Regions from separate parts of the Zea mays genome. Here region 2 is linked to region 1. The links are chromatin contacts, called in public Hi-C maps. All regions are on one chromosome and are shown on one strand. Each heading gives the region's core, a stretch centred on a gene start, on an enhancer-like site or on the middle of the called end of the contact. The rest is flanking DNA. Distances are from core to core; before and after follow the strand shown. Region 1 holds the start of LOC541709 (recombination protein51 gene a). Region 2 holds the start of LOC100216609 (succinyl-CoA ligase alpha-chain 2).

Evidence for each region. Hi-C and Micro-C count contacts between places; a contact is called where the count stands out from the background.
Region 2: a Hi-C map of leaf shows a contact between it and region 1, with 6 times the contacts expected there. The contact joins the promoter of LOC100216609 here to the promoter of LOC541709 in region 1. A contact is called at or near these places in 2 of 25 Hi-C or Micro-C datasets (ear and leaf).

What each region holds. Positions count from the first base shown.
Region 1 is chr7:169,209,529-169,213,129 of Zm-B73-REFERENCE-NAM-5.0, forward strand. LOC541709 (recombination protein51 gene a) reads right to left here and starts at 1,845. Exons shown (of 9, transcript NM_001111448.2): 1 at 1,688-1,845; 2 at 373-517; 3 at 155-265; 4 at 1-50. The coding sequence starts at 1,777. It overlaps LOC103633336 (pheophytinase, chloroplastic), which reads left to right and starts at 1,980. Exons shown (of 8, transcript XM_008655054.2): 1 at 1,980-2,469; 2 at 2,583-2,675; 3 at 3,274-3,482. The coding sequence starts at 2,180.
Region 2 is chr7:169,352,978-169,356,578 of Zm-B73-REFERENCE-NAM-5.0, forward strand. It overlaps LOC100216609 (succinyl-CoA ligase alpha-chain 2), which reads left to right and starts at 2,059. Exons shown (of 7, transcript NM_001143022.1): 1 at 2,059-2,313; 2 at 3,479-3,601. The coding sequence starts at 2,107.

The DNA of each region.
Region 1 (3,601 bases), core at 595-3,094:
AGAGCGGAACTCACCATATATCTCAGTGATAGATCCTGTTTCTATCCCACCTGTTGCAGGTATGTCATAACAGAATGCTCAATCAGTAATCACTGTGACTTGATATAGTAGAATTGTGTATGGAAAAATATCATGGAATATGCAAGCTCATTACCCTCCAATATCTTATCAAGCTCTCTTGATCCAGTTGTAACTTGAATTATCTCCAGTCGCTGCGCATGAAGTTGACTGGCACTTGTAAATCCCAGTGGAACTATCTTGGATGCTGTAAAAAGTTTGCAGACAATTATGAATTCCATAGTGTGCAATACAGCTTCCACACAACATAACCTCAATACAGTTTCGATACATATACAGTCCCACATTACTTGCCTGCTTCAATTATCTTGTCAGCTTTAGCTTCACTTATCCCTTTGATCTGCAGAAGATCTTTCCTTGGAGTGTAAGCCACAGCCTCCACAGTGTGGAGACCAGAATCTTTCAGCTTCTTCACATCCAATGCAGCTATTCCAGAAGCCTATACCACAAATTTAATGTTAACAGAGCAACAAAACTTTTTTATGTTTCAAGAAACTAGTTACAGTATCAGCTATCTAAATGCCACTTAAACAATGGAATAAAAACAAATTGCAAAATGCAACCATAGGAGCTTTTTCTAATGTTTATCGAGCTAGAATTGAAGAAAGATATGTCGTTAAGCAAGAAACTACAATTGTGCCATGCATTAGATTCCTCATTTTCAGGTGTTTGTACAGGGGAAAACTGACTCATCTGAAATGATGTAGGCACAGGAAATTCAACAAACAGAAGAACATTTCTCACAAAATACACTGATACAGGATGGCGACTTCATGCTCCATTTTTTGAAGCAGATTTCAGAAGCAACTACCCATGTCCCATCCCATGAATCCACTCGAGAGCCAAGTTATGGTTCCAATTGAAAGCATGTCATATCAGCACAAAAATGAATGTACTAAACTTTGACACTATTTACAACTGCAAATTGTGCAATCCGTGGTAGAAAGGATCAAAGGATCAAACAAACACAGGAAAACTCCAACATAAGTGGACTGCAACTGCAAGACACAAAAAATTCAAGAAAAACTACCAGTTCACACCCTGAATGAAGAGGCGGGGACTTTCCATTTCCAAAAGTTTGTTCCGGATCCGAAAGCAAGCAAACCGAAACCCGACCACCATTCATTGTGAAGTGGCGAATTATCAAGAACCTAGTTTTTCGCAACTAAGAATCAACGGAGAATGTCAAATCAATCACGCATAAACTGGAAACCACATAATCCCTCACAATCTTGCCGTCATTCACGGGAATGGTGAATTAATCAATCATGAACATATGTTCTCGCACTCAATAAACCGCAGCAATAGCTGGGAAATACAAATACTAATTCATCAGCGCACAGATCGGAATATCCAAGAAAGGGTTATCCTTGACTCCACGAAGGGAGGAACAAAAAATTCAAGAACCTCCCATTTCTTCGGCCAAGAACCCAGCGCCTCACCCAAAGAACTCGAAACCCGCGACGAGACCCACCTCCTCACGCAGAGCCAGAGTCTCAAAAAAACCTCAAGTCGCGGAGAATCCACCCATCCTAGCGCGAGGGGAACAAGAACCGGACCCAAGAAGCCGGTTAGGGTTAGAGCAAGGCGAGGGGAGCCGGGTCCGCACCTGGAGCTGCTCGATGGGGAATGGCCCGTGCTCCACCTCCTCCTGCTCCGCTGCCGCCGCCTTCTGCTGCTGCTGCGCCGCCGACGACATGGCCTTCTTCCTTCTCTCAAGTCTCACCTCTGCCCTGTTCGAAGCGAATTGGAGAGCGGCAAGGGAAAATAGAAGGGACGATTTATTGGACTGGAGCTCCTGTCGGTGGACGGCCCAGTAAAATAACATGGGCTGGACTCCGATCCAATTTCTGTTTCAGTTCTTTTTAGGTCCGCGACTGGAGGCCCGGTCGCCTCGCTGGCTCGCTCACCTGCCGTCCCGTTTCGCCCACGCGGCGAAACAACCAACACCAATAGGCAATGGCCGAGGAGCTCCCACTGTCCCGCACGCGCGCGCCCGTTGCGTTGCTTCTCCGTCTCCCCGAATTCTCCCTCCGTCTCGGCCGTCGGCACTCATCTACTGTCCAGTGTCCACACACCAACGCGCGCGCGGCGCGGCGGTATGGCTTGCGCGGCCGCTCCCAGCCCCCTCCCCGGCGTCCCCGCTCGCCGCAGCACCACGGCGCCCTGCGTGGTCTTCGCCGTGGGCCCCCACCCGCCGCGATTCTACAGACCTTTTAAACCCTCCACGGGAGGCGCGCCACGCTCCAGCCTGCGCGTCGTGGCCTCTAGCTCCAAGGCGGACCCAGTAGAGGAGAGACTCCCAGTCGCGCCGCTCGCGGATGTTCTAGTTTCGGCCAACGCCTCCTCGCCCAGTCCGCCGGTGGAGCCTCAGCCCCAAGTAAGCACCGGGTAGGCACCGCCGCGCCTGAGGACGTCTAGGGCCCGGTTGCGGTTTCATTGTTTTGGTTATCGCGACTTGTGTTGCTTATCGTTGATTGCTGTCTTTCTTCGTCTGCATGCAGCACATGGAAATGGAGGGGCTACAACATTCGCTACCAGCACGCTGGGACAGCAGGCCCTGCATTGGTTCTGGTTCATGGGTTTGGGGCAAACAGGTGTGTGCCATACACTGATAAACCCGTGTTTCAGTGTTTCTGTACCATTTCTGTCTCCAAATCTGCTAGCAACTGCATTTCTTGATAGCAAAGTTTTCCTTAGCTACCGGTGCACTTTCCGTTGGACTGCTAAGGTACACAAATGCATCTTTTTCAAAAACAACAACAACAACAACAACCAGGTATGCACTATGCAGAAATGTAGAATTGGCCAGCGAAAGTAGTTCGTTAAGGTCTCGGTTGGATGCATGTATCCACCTCAAAACTGCATGTGTTGGAGTTGATTAGAGTGGAACTTAGTTTAATTTACACTTCAATTCACTTCGACACGTGGGTTGAGGTAATCACACGGCCATCAAAACAAGCCCTAACTTAGTAGGTACTTGAGAACTAGTTCATTTGATAAACCAGCTGTTGAGCTTTAAGAGAATATCTGTTTACCTATTACATCGAACATTTTCTGATTATTTTGCTTCAAAGCTACTTTGAACCCATATGAGACTAAAGAAACGCTAGGCCCTTACTAACCACACATATGTCTCTCTTAAATTTATTAGCTACCTTTCTTGCAGTGATCGACATATTCCTTTTTTTTCAGTGACCATTGGCGGAAAAATATGTCTGTTCTAGCCATGGCACACAGGGTATATGCTATAGATCTAATTGGTTATGGCTATTCTGATAAGCCTAACCCACGTGAGATCGAAGAGAACTTTTATACTTTTGAGACATGGGGAGAACAGCTGAATTCATTTTGTGCTGAAGTTGTCCAGAGTGAAGTTTTCTTCATATGCAATTCAATTGGAGGTATGCCAGATGCACACATGATTTGACAACTATTGCCAATGCTACACAGTTATGCTGTTACTCAGAATAGTGTTCGACTATTTATTTATTATTACAAGGGACCTATATGGCTAGTTAAA
Region 2 (3,601 bases), core at 809-3,308, 140 kb after region 1:
AGATGTTGTCCTGCAGAACATTCTTGAAAAAACACACCTATATGAGTTAGACTGTCTAACATCGTAGTCTATGAGATCTGGGTGATCTCTAGTAAACTCATAAAGAGACCTTGGAGTACGACGTATATGCTCCACCCGAGAAGGGGACTACTGGTAGCCAAGTACTGGTCATGGCTTTAAGTAAAACCCATTCACACAAAACTTGCAATTCAAGGCATAGTCCATTGTCCAAGTTCCTACAGAACATTCTTGAAAAAACACACCTATATGAGTTAGACTGTCTAACGTCGCAGTCTATGAGATCTGGGTGATCTCTAGTAAACTCATAAAGAGACCTTGGAGTACGACGTATATGCTCCACCCGAGAAGGGGACTACTGGTAGCCAAGTACTGGTCATGGCTTTAAGTAAAACCCATTCACACAAAACTTGCAATTCAAGGCATAGTCCATTGTCCAAGTTGTGGGTTGGTGTAACTTGGAGTTCTAGGCGGAAGTTCAACTTAACAGTCTCTGCTGAAACACTAGTATATTAAACAATAGTGAACAGTGGCGAAAACTGCAGATAGACATTTGAGATCTGGTGGGGGATTGTTAGGATTTATGGGCTAGGCCCAATTGAGAAATTCAAATAAATCCCAAGAAAATCTCAAAAGCCCATATAAGTGTATGGCTAGGGAATGGTGGAACCAATAGCACCATATTGCTAGTCATAGTGGAGTGGAACTAGTTTAAATATGGAAGCCACACTCACTCACCAAGTCATGGATGAGAGGAGAGAGTGTGGAGAGCCACACACGCGCGCTCGCCTCGCCGGGGCGGGGCGAAGGGCGCGGGCGCACGACGTACGCGTGAATGGTCTGCCGAAATCTGGCCCCTTGCCTTGCGGGGGCGCGACTCCCTTTTGCCGGTTTAATTTTTTGGTTGCTTGGCTGTTAAGATCAGAATTCTAACCGATCCCTATAAAATCTAAACTGAACGCGAGATTTTCGTGGGCAGATAAGATCGAAGATAGCTATCTGGTCGCGGACTTGGCCCTATAAAAGGCGCCTGGCAGCCAGCATCCAAATCATCCTAGTTTTCGCTTTCGCCTCTCTTCACAACTGAGCCGCCTTCAGTTCTCTTCATCCCGACCGCCGACGTGCATCTGCGATCGGGAGAGCAGGTCTCCGGAATCCTTCGCCCTTCAAGATCCTGCATCGGGAGAGGGCGAATAAGGTTTTTGGGAAGCGTCCTCACGCAACTTCTCGCTGATTCCGCTGATCATCAATCCTGCTGCTTCGACATCGCCGACCCTGCTGATTCCAGCCTGCGCCATCTATCAGTATATCTAATCAGTACGCATCATCTGATTTGACTTTTTATTTCAGTTTTTCTGATTTGGTCATGATTTATATTCGGAGTTTAATCTGAAAATTGTCTAATTATTCAACAGTTAGCAGCTAAAACTGCTAAAACTAGCTGAGAGTTTTAGAAAGGAGCAGGAAATAGACCATCTAATTGTTAACAATTAGTTGTTAGTCGCTTAAACCCAATTAAAATCAACTGCTGGCTAACTAACAATTAGCTTTAGAGGTTTGAAATGGTCTATGTCATACACAACCTTAATTTTATCCATGTCATATATTTTAAAGATATATTCCCTTCATTTGTAACTTTAAGATATTTTAGTCTTTTCTAGATGTATAAATTTTGGTACGCACTTAGATGTACTATCAATATGTCGTTTAGGCTCGTGGCATTTGTGCAAGTGCCCGTTTAGGCTCGTGGCATTTGTGCAAGTGCGTATGTTTAATTGCCTGTGTGATAGGACTAGATACGGCCCTTAAAAAATGTGATGTTTCATGTTTGAAAACGACGAAAAAAGTTGATTCAAGATTAGCCTACGTTTGAAAATAACGACATAACAGGGGTCCCTAGCGAACTTTCACGCGCAACTTTCCCTGCAAGAATGGATCGCGAGACCAAGAACAGTAGACCAAAGACAAAGGAAGGCGAGGGCCACCATCCCCAAAACCCGTAAAAAAACCCGAATTGACAAATTGAGTCGACGGGGAAGGAAATAAAGAAGGGGAAGAGCACGCGCCGCCGCCAGCACCGCGTCCGCCATGGCCGCCTCCTCCCGCCGCGCGTCTCAATTGCTGGGGTCCGCGGCCTCCCGCCTCCTCCTCGGGCGGGGCTTCGCCGCGGCAGCCGCCGCGGCGCCCTCGCCGGCGGTCTTCGTCGACAAGAGCACCCGTGTGATCTGCCAGGGCATCACGGGGAAGAACGGCACCTTCCACACCGAGCAGGCCATCGAGTACGGCACCAACATGGTATGCCCTCGCCACTGCCACCCCTCGTTTGTCTCCCTTTGATGTGCCCCTCAATGGCTCGATTCGTGTGCTCCGTCCCGTGCCGCGCGATTCTAGGTGTTGGCAGAGCTCGTGCTGCGCGATCTCGTGGGTGCGAGGTCGCCGATCTCCATTTCCTCGGGCCTTATTTTTTTTGTTTGGTTCGTTATCATTTACTGAGTTGATTTTATTGCTAATCGATGTCAGTAACATTCTCTAGTAATATTGGTGCTTTTCACCATGCAATCTACTAAGCCAGCATTTGTCTGTAGACCTGAAGCATACGCATTTCTCAGGATGCATAAGCGTATATGGTTTGAGAAAATAAATCCTCACAGGAAATCTGATTTGAACCAAGGATCTTGAGATTGTGAGACCCATCATGAATGTTTAAAACCATTAAGCTCTTCTAAGTACAACCTAACAAAAAGGAACCATGTATGAAGATGTAATTATTCTTCACTAAAGTGGGGACAGGGCAATTTTTGTTTCCAATATGTTTTATGTAAATGGGCGGCAGTCCTCAGACAACCAAATTGTGATAATAGGAAGAAGGAAGTGAAGCACTGTTGAAGTCTGGTTTTTAGCATGAGGGTTTCATGGATCTGGCATGTTTTACATATATGTTGTTTTTTTGACCGGAAAACTGTAGGGGAAACCCCTGCAGCATGAATTTTCTTGCAAAAAAGGAAGCCCAAGGGCTTAAAAAAATGTACAGACCCAGCAACTAAATAATTACAAACCGACTAGGGGCCTGAAAGCCAGTATTTCTAGCCGCAGTAGTCACCGAGTTAGTTCTTAAGGGTGCCCACGAAATTCTCCTTCCAAGACCTGGACTCGGGGTCCGGATTTACATTTATGTTGTTGACCACTAGATTCATATAATTAACGTGTCACACTATTTCTAACAACGGAATTGAACCAGATGCTACATTTTCCTGCTATATGGTATTATAGTAATATTATTATGAATACAGCTGAGCGGTTCATGCTGCACAAAATATTTGAATAATGATTTGTATATTCCAACAGTATTTCAGTACATAGATATATCTTTTAAATCTAATATTGTTATTTTTTTTTAAAGTTTTGCCTGTAGCCTGTGTCTCTCTATCTCTTGTATTAAGGTTCTTTTTTGTTGTAACAGGTTGGTGGAGTGACTCCCAAGAAAGGTGGAACTGAACATTTAGGGCTCCCAGTGTTTAACTCTGTAGCAGAAGCTAAGGCTGAAACAAAAGCCAATGCATCTGTTATATATGTTCCACCACCA